2 separate regions of the Triticum aestivum genome follow, and region 1 is linked to region 2. The links are chromatin contacts, called in public Hi-C maps. All regions are on one chromosome and are shown on one strand. Each heading gives the region's core, a stretch centred on a gene start, on an enhancer-like site or on the middle of the called end of the contact. The rest is flanking DNA. Distances are from core to core; before and after follow the strand shown.

The links. Hi-C and Micro-C count contacts between places; a contact is called where the count stands out from the background.
Region 1: a Hi-C map of leaf shows a contact between it and region 2, with 6 times the contacts expected there. The contact joins the promoter of LOC123046998 here to the promoter of LOC123046997 in region 2. A contact is called at or near these places in 2 of 5 Hi-C or Micro-C datasets (both in leaf).

Annotation. Positions count from the first base shown.
Region 1 is chr2B:729,698,283-729,702,707 of IWGSC CS RefSeq v2.1, reverse strand. LOC123046998 (probable serine/threonine-protein kinase abkC) reads right to left here and starts at 1,743. Exons shown (of 6, transcript XM_044470474.1): 1 at 1,484-1,743; 2 at 1,290-1,365; 3 at 1-1,168. The coding sequence starts at 1,297.
Region 2 is chr2B:729,539,343-729,543,532 of IWGSC CS RefSeq v2.1, reverse strand. It overlaps LOC123046997 (probable inactive UDP-arabinopyranose mutase 2), which reads left to right and starts at 2,527. Exons shown (of 3, transcript XM_044470473.1): 1 at 2,527-3,004; 2 at 3,739-3,868; 3 at 3,981-4,190. The coding sequence starts at 4,039.

The DNA of each region.
Region 1 (4,425 bases), core at 494-2,993, 160 kb before region 2:
GTCAACTTGAGACATCATGAAGACAGCAAACTGTTGCACACTCTCATCTAGCCGTAACCAATTTAACGCTGGAATATATCTTGAAGCTTTAGCTACCGCATTAATTATACTGAAATCTCTGCGTATTGAGTCTCCTACACCAGGATGTCTTACTTTAACTGCGACTGTTATAATCTTTGGCGTCTTTTGGCCAGGATGTCGGAATTTCAAAGCAGCCCGGTGCACTTGAGCAACACTTCCAGATGCTACAGGCTCTTCTTCAAAATTCTCAAAAATTTCAGATATCTTTCGACCAAAAGCCTTCTCGACAGTTTTCTTGGTATATGCATAGCTGTGAGCTGGTGCTTTTGTGTGTAGCTTTGACAATTCGGTACACAGGTCGTTTGCAAATAGATCAGGACGTGTCGCTGCCCACTGGCCCCATTTAATAAATGCAGGACCTGCCTTCTCTAAAGTTCGATGCACAAGACGGAGCCATGTTTTCCTATACTTACTGCCAAGAGTATCCGCAAATGGTGCCATAAGTATACTGGGAGTAAACAAGAAAGCCAGATATATTGATCTGAGGATTATGATAACCATCTCTACTGCTGAGAATATCAATGTGGTGACATAAATACGGCTGTCCTGAGCTCGCGAGTAAATATTCTCTCCTATTGGGAGGTACTCGCCATCTGCAAAGCTCTTCTCACCCAGCATCAACTCTCCAGCTACAAAAGCGAGGAGGTAAGGAACTAACTTATATCGAGTGGCAGTCAGGGTAACAGCACAAGCAGCTCTACTTAAAAGCGGAGATGCTTTTGGTACAGCAGAGCCCGTTGACATGAGTTGCTTCCAAGAAAATTGTGGAGATGCTTTTGGTACACGAGTACCCATTGCCATGAGTTGCTTCCAAGCAAGCTGGCCATGAAATGCATTCCGTCTACATGACGAGAGAACAGAAAAGTTTCTGGCACCAGGGCTCCAGTATAGGCTCTCCTTTGCTCGTCCGAGCATGTGCGAGGTGCCCGGTCCATTGTGGACTCCCTGGTGCAAGAATGTCCTGCTCTTATAGGCCAAACCGTCTGCAAAGCTCGACCCAATGTTCTGCGCACCTGAACTGCCGGGCTTCGAGTTGACCAATACAGCCTGAGCAATTTTTCTGCCGCTCTTCCCTAACTGCAGAAACCTGGGAGCAACAGGAAAGCCATGTACACTTCAGCATTTGGGCGAATCGAACCAGAATCCTAAATTACACAGCGATAAGCACCAAGTGAATAAGATATTGCAGGCGGGCGGCGGTGGCTGACCTCGACATCACGACGATCTCCTCCAGAGGGCGCCTCGAGGGCGGCGGGGAACCCTGCTCCGGCGAATCAAGCGAACCTGGTGGCACGACACACACTCATTGAGAATTTGGATCCGGCGGGGACGACTGGGCTCGCGGGGGAGCGAGCGAGCGAGGAGATCAAATCAGGGCCGCGGATGCGGATAAGACGCTTACCGACGCGGCGGAATCGTTGGACGGCGCGGAGACGTTCACCATGGCGAGGGCCGGGAAACCCTAGGGGCGGCCATGACCGGCGGCGAGGCAGCGGCGCATGGGGGAGGCGACGGGCGGGCGGGCGGGCGCGGCGGTCGGCGGAGGGTTAGGGTTTGGCGGGGGAGGGGGAGGAAGCGAGTTTCGCTTTTTTGTCTGGTGGCGCGTCTGGTGCCGACGAGAGGAGGGGGGGAGGCCGCGTGGGGAGCTGCACGGACGGCAGCGAGGCAAGGCGGAGGAAGAAGGGAGGAGAGGGTCGGAGGAGAGGCGCAGCGTGTGCAGCAGGCGTGGGTCGGGCCTAAACAATAGGGTGGGCGTCGGCCCGGCGATCTGGGAGGGAGCTTTCTTTCCCTTTCTTCCTTTCCAGGTTTTGCTCCTTTCCGATTTATTATGTTTTTTTCTTCTCGTTTGCGGATTTTGATTGCTCCCCCTAAGTTGCGACAGTGCGGCTCTGAAAAAAATGCTACTGTCAAAACAAATAATACTACAACGGGATAAAAAATAATTACAGAGGATCATTTTTTCCCAAAGTGATTACAGAAAATATCTTGATTTTTTGCGATTTCCGAACGATCGCCACTCCCCCTCCCCCCAAATGCTAATGTAACTACGTTGGAAATATTGTGTCTCACAGCGAACGCCCTCTGTGCCGTTGGATCTCTTGCACGAATCCCATGGTGTTCGCTTTCACACACGCCTCCGCACGAATTACGAGTGTACACGGTTCGCTTTGGACGTCAATCTAAGCGAAACTTTTACTGGGAAGGTAGATTATGTTGTTAGAGTATGCAAATGGTCGTCATTTTATGTTGATGTAACATGACAATTTTCTCCAACAACATGACAAATCCAGAGCATGGCAGTTCTCATCATTTTCCTCTTTTTTTACGTTGGCGAATATCCATGCTACAAGCATGGCAATCCGAAAAAGAATGGCAGCTTTCTGAAAATCTTTTTATACAGCATGCCGATTCTGAAACGTTCATTGGGAATGGCTATTTTGAGCAAACAAAAACATTCATTTGTTTCTCCTTGTCACGGGAACAAATAGTTCGCTCGGGGACCTCCAGATCTGAAGTTCGACGTATATTATGGTTCTTATTTTTTTCGGAAAGCCATCCTGGCACATTTTATTGTATCAGATAGTAGTTACAACGTTCAAAAGAAAAACAAATTGAGAGCATTATCTAAAATTAATATGGAATTCATTTTCAAAGGAAATACTCCCTCCGTCTAGGTGTGTAAGTCATCTTACAAAAACCAAATAATCCCAAAACACTTAGGCGCGGTGCATTAAATTCTACCTCGTTTCTTGTTTCTTTACATATCAACCAATAAGAGATGTGGGGTGTGCATGCTTTTAATGACTTGAGACTACCAAACACGACATGCAGTGGTTAGTTCATTGCATGCAATGCTATTAATTAGCAAATGAACATTAATTTCTCTCATTTTCTCCTCCTCCTTGGGCACGGTGCACAACCTAAAATGACTTACTCACCTAGACGGAGGGAGTAACATTGATTCCAAAGTTAACTTGAAATTAATTTCGAAAGCGAATAACTACTTAACAAGTGCATATATTCAAAAGCAATGGGAGCATTGTCTTAAACTAATATGCAAGAAATGAACACCCTCTGGGTAGGGGATTGTTGAAACACGCGGTACGCTACGCTACCGCCAAATAAAAAAATTCTACCGCGCACCCAAGATCTTGTTGCTGGAAATAGATCACAGGATCGGGTTTACCACTAGACGCGCAATCACCGCAGCGGAAGTAGAATTGGTGATGTGTGTAGTTGTTCGGTCGATATCCCGCGAACAACGATCTCCGGCAACGCCGGAGTCCCGCGAACAGCTCCTCACGGATCCCTCGAATGGTTCCTTGTTGTTCCCTTGAATGGTTTGTCCAAGCACCGCAGATGCGATGCCTCTCAGGTATCCGCACGTACCAGGAGCAGCGTCAGGCGACGGACTGCTAGGTCCGGTCGCGCGGCATGGTGTGTGGGGAGTGGTAGCATATGATATTAATGCTACTTTGTTAAATATTGTCATCTGGAAGTCCTAATGAAGATGTTGCATCTTATCTTAATACCTTCGTTGAATTATGTGATATGCAAAAAAAAAAGATGTGGATAATGATATTATAGAGTTGAAATTATTTTCTTTCTCGTTAAGAGATCATGCTAAAACTTGATTTCATCCTTGCTCAAAATAACATTGATTCATGGGATAAATGTAAGAATGTTTTTATTGACATGTATTTTCCTCCCGCTAAGATTATTTCTCTTAGAAATCAAATTACGAACTTTAGGCAACTTGAGCAAGAACATGTTGCACAATCTTGTGAGAGGATAAAATTAATGACTAAAAATTGTCCCACTCATGGTTTAAGCTTATGAATGAAAATACAAAAAAAAATATGCGGGACTAAACTTTGTGCCGAGAAATCTTCTAGACTCTGCTGGAGGTGGTACTTTTATGGGAATTACATTGGGAGAAGCTACAAAACTTCTTGACAATATGATGACAAATTATTCTCAATGGCACACCGAATGAGCTCTAACTGGTAAGAAGGTAAACTTTGTCGGAGAAATTACTACTTTGAGTGATAAAATGAATGCTCTTATGAATATGTTCACTAGTAAAAATGCTCAAGTTGATCCTAGTGTGCCACTATCTACATTGATTGAGCAAAATAATGATGCGATTGATGTGAATTTTGTCTCTAGAAATAATTTCAACAACAATGCTTATAGAGCGAATTTTAATCCTAGACCATATCCTGGTAATCCCTTTGATAATTATAGTAATTCCTATGGTAATTCTTATAATAATAATAATAATAATAATAATAATAATAATAATAATAATATGATACCTACTGAACTTGAGAACAACATTAA
Region 2 (4,190 bases), core at 1,278-3,777:
GTGCTATCACTGCTTCCACAAAATTTCTTCCATAATAATAAGCTCATTCATCTCCCCAAAATTTTTCTTCCTTTCCTTAACAGCACTGTGATAATTTCTTCCAAAAAGCACGTTCAATCCTTTACAAATTCGATCAAGTTTACTAGGAAGATAGCTGATGTCAACCCGACTCCACCTAAGAAGATTTTTCATCACCCTACCCAAATCATCAACCACATCCTTCAAACCCAATATAATTTTCTCATCCAACACTAGACCTTCTCTCCCTCGGTAAGATTCACACCTCAAATGGTTAACCATTTTACCCAGTTGAGGAGTTCTCAACAAACTAATAAGCATTGTACAACGATCAAACCCGGAGATGAAGATATGCGATACCTTAGAGCATCTACAGCCAGACTCCCCAAATTGACCGGGCGGGCGTAGGACTGCTGACCAGACAATAGAGAGAAGGAAGAAGTTGACCCAACCGGGCCCCTCAAAGTCCCCTTAAATGCCCGGGATGTCCGACGCTCCTCATATTGCCCTCATATATGAGATGAGTATGAGGAGTTCCCGGGCATGCTCGGTCAGTGTCCTGCGTCTGTGACGTAGAATTTGACCCACCATGGATCATCCTTTTTTTATTTCTTTTCTCTCTCTCTCTCCTTCTCACCGATCATATGTATGTGACTGGACGTACATGGGAAAAAAGTGAGGGACATGGCTATGTGTCGCACAAATAGGAAGCCCAAAAAAACACACTCGGACACTGACCGGGCACGTCCATAGACATTTGAGGGCCCAAATTTGCCCAGCCCGGCTGTAGACGCCCTTACAATCTGAGATTAGCTAAAAACATCTCTAGCAGACCCCGTATAAAGCCGCGACCTGCAAGATAACCGCTAAAATACGGGTCGACGCGGAAAATACTGCCCGATCAGACCCCGCAAACGCGTGTGAGCCGTAATTTTTTTGCAGGGCACGACATAATTCCCATCCCAACCCGCGAAAACGTGGGTTCCCCCCTCGCCCCGTCGGATCCCTGTATATAGGTGTAACGGTTGGCGGGGCGGACATTTCAGCCCGCGCTTTTCCCCACCCACCGCCGCCCCTCTCCCCCACGCCCCGCGTTTCTCCCCACCGCCTATGATTCCGACCAAACTAGCCGGCGGGATCACGTCGGAGGGCGGCCACATGCCCGTGCTTGCCCTCCGCCACTTCCTTCTGCGTCGGTGGGCCGGAAACGAGCAGATCGGCGGCTATTCGTCGCGGCGGCCGGATTTGGCGTTTCCGGCCATCGGTGGCTGCGCCAAGCCATGGATTGGTCGAGGAGCACCCCCCGCAGCCCTGGCAAAGCCCCAGCGCCTGATGCAGGTACTGGTTCGTCCTGTAGCCGTCGTTGCTGGTTGGCCGACAAGGATTCGGTCGGTCGTCCGCCGGGCTCGCCGATGCCGCTCATACAGTGCGACGACTGCACACGGACAGTGCTACGGCTAACTTCTAGCATGCCCAAGCACCCCGGATGGGTATTCTTCAAATGTGAAAACGACGCGTATGTTATTGTCTCCATCGGCTTTGTCACCCTATTCGGTTCAATTTCGATAGCTTATGGACATCGTTATGTGTGTAGGAAGATGGATGCTCATTTTTGTTTTGGGAAGGAGGATACATTGATTTATTGATAGAAAGAAACTTAATAGATGTTTGTGCACTCCTTAGTAGAATTGAGGCTACTGATGCGGCTGCATGTGCAATTAGAGAAGAAACTAGAGGGGAAGCAACGTCTACTTCTTTAGAATCAAAGAACAAGAATCTGGAATGCAAGATCAAGAATCCGCAGATCAACAACGAATGCATGGAAAAGATATTCGTCCAACTAGTGGGAACAATTATGGAAGTTGGATATCTTCTAAAATGTATAATTGCCGTTCTCGTTTTCTTTGGTCCTACTATTCTAACAAAGATTTGATGAATTACCATGTATCCAATGCCGTTGAAGAAAATAAAAAAGCAAAGAAATGTGTCTGAAATCAAAATGCAAATTACTGACTTTCGGCCCGGCGCGGACGGGTCTGCTTTGCGAGGTCTGCTCGGCCGTCGCCCGTGCCGGCCCACGAATCCGGTTTTCCGCGAATTGTAAACGCATTTTGCGGGTTGGCATTATACGGGGTCTGCTAGAGATGCCATAGGGACCATTAGGGGCAAGCCACCGCATGATCAAGGCACACCTTCATATTTTTTAGAGCCATCCTGCTTAGGCCCAAATCGAATAATTTCTTTGTGGCATAAAAAACCCTTGGTGCCAGAGAGACCTTAGAGTGTGGTCGCACGTATCTGATAAATTAAAAATCAACATTGTTATCGCAGGCGGCATTGTAATCAGAATACAAAATTTGCAGATGGACACCGACAGCACAAAGGCCGTAGTTTGTCAGCCTAGGCAGACACGATATTTTGTACGTAATCGTCCCTATTTTAATCGGCTTGGACAGCACAGCACAGCACAGGGGAGCATACTACCTCCTTTGCCCCCTTTTGCAAAGTCGTCATCGAGAGCCAGCCGGCAGCCTCACCGCCGACGCAAAGTCGGCAAGCGATACACCCTCGTAGGATGATGACTTGATTTTTACGACTGTTTCGCAAGAAAAAAAAAGGAAAAAAGGGGGAAAATAGAAGTCGCCGATTCGTCGGTGGCGCGCGCGCAGGCAGGCTCCTCCCTCGTCTGACTCTGCCGGCAGACGCGACGCAACAGCAGGAGCGAGAGAGCGGGGCGGGGGGCGAGGATCGAGGCCCGCAACGTGGCCGCGGGGCGCCTGCGCCTTTGCTTCGCTTCCCAGGGAAGTCTGGTAGTAGCCTAGGCTAGCGTGGGCGCGGTATATAACGAGCGCGAGATCCAGATCTGGAGCCGATGCGCCCCGCCCCCACCCTGCTCGCCCTCACCCTCGACGCCGCCCTCCTCCGCATCGCCACCCTCCGCGACCTCTCCCGCCTCCCCGACCACATCCTCGTCGACCTCTTCCGCGTACGTGCCCCCTCCCCCCTCCTCAGATCCCTAACCCGTCGGTTAATCGCTCACCGCCGATCACTCATCACTGTGCCTGCGGCCTACCCGGCGGTGAGCGATTAGCTTCTTCAGTCCTGGCCTGACCCGTGTTGGTTTGGGGGATCTCTAGTCCGAGTGAGTGACCGATTCGGGTCGCCTGTTCTGTGATCCCACACGCGGGGCTGTTTAATCGTCTCGTCTGCTGGAGGCGCAGATACTAGAATGTGTCCTCTCGACCTAAAGCTGGGTGGAGTAGATTGCGTGGTTTGTCTGAAAGACATGTTTTCTTACAGCCGATTTACTTTCTTGGTCCATTCAGAGTCCGGTATTGTATTGCCAGCCGTGATGCCACAAGAGAGCTGTCGCCACGGCTAACCGTCGTCACAGTCGTTCTGATCGATATCTATGTTTGCTGTCCTAATGGGACAGTGGAATGATGTCTCATCTGCCCTATTTAGAATCTAATTTTGATTGTGCAAGTATTCTGACCAGTATATCAGGCTAGTTTTGAACTTAGTTTCGTACCCGGCTATTAGGGATATCAGATGATTGCCTTATTTATCTCATCTAAAGTCTGTCTTGAGGATGCAATTTCTGGCTGGCAGGTTCAGTTTGAGCATTAACTGAAACAGTCATCACCTGCAATCTTGTAGTCTTACTTTTTTTGTTGTTAGATCTCTCATGACTGACGAGTGACGATTGTTTGATGGCAGAGAACCCTTAGTGCTGGTAAGCTGACAGAGAGAGTCCTCAAGTTGTTTCTGGCAACCGATTGTGAGGAGATCATCTTGCTTGTTCAGCTCCTCAACATTAAGCAGCCACTCATACCGGTGCTTCCCACGAGTATGCCACTTATCCGTTTACTCTCTGCCGGTTCGAATGTTGATGTTATGTCATAAGGATGCTGGCTTATTTGACTTAATATCCTCTTGTTTGTTTGCTTGTTTGTTTGTAGGGTGCTCTGAGAAGTTCTAGTACTGCTGCTGCTTAGATCAGGCTGATTAGCTGCGAAGATGTCTCTGGAAGTTCATGATAGCGAGGTTGACATTGTGATTGCAGCACTCCAGCCCAACCTGACCTCTTTCTTTCAGGCGTGGCAGCCATTTTTCTCCCGGTTTGACATCATCGTTGTCAAAGATCCAGAGTTGGCAGCAGATCTTCAGAT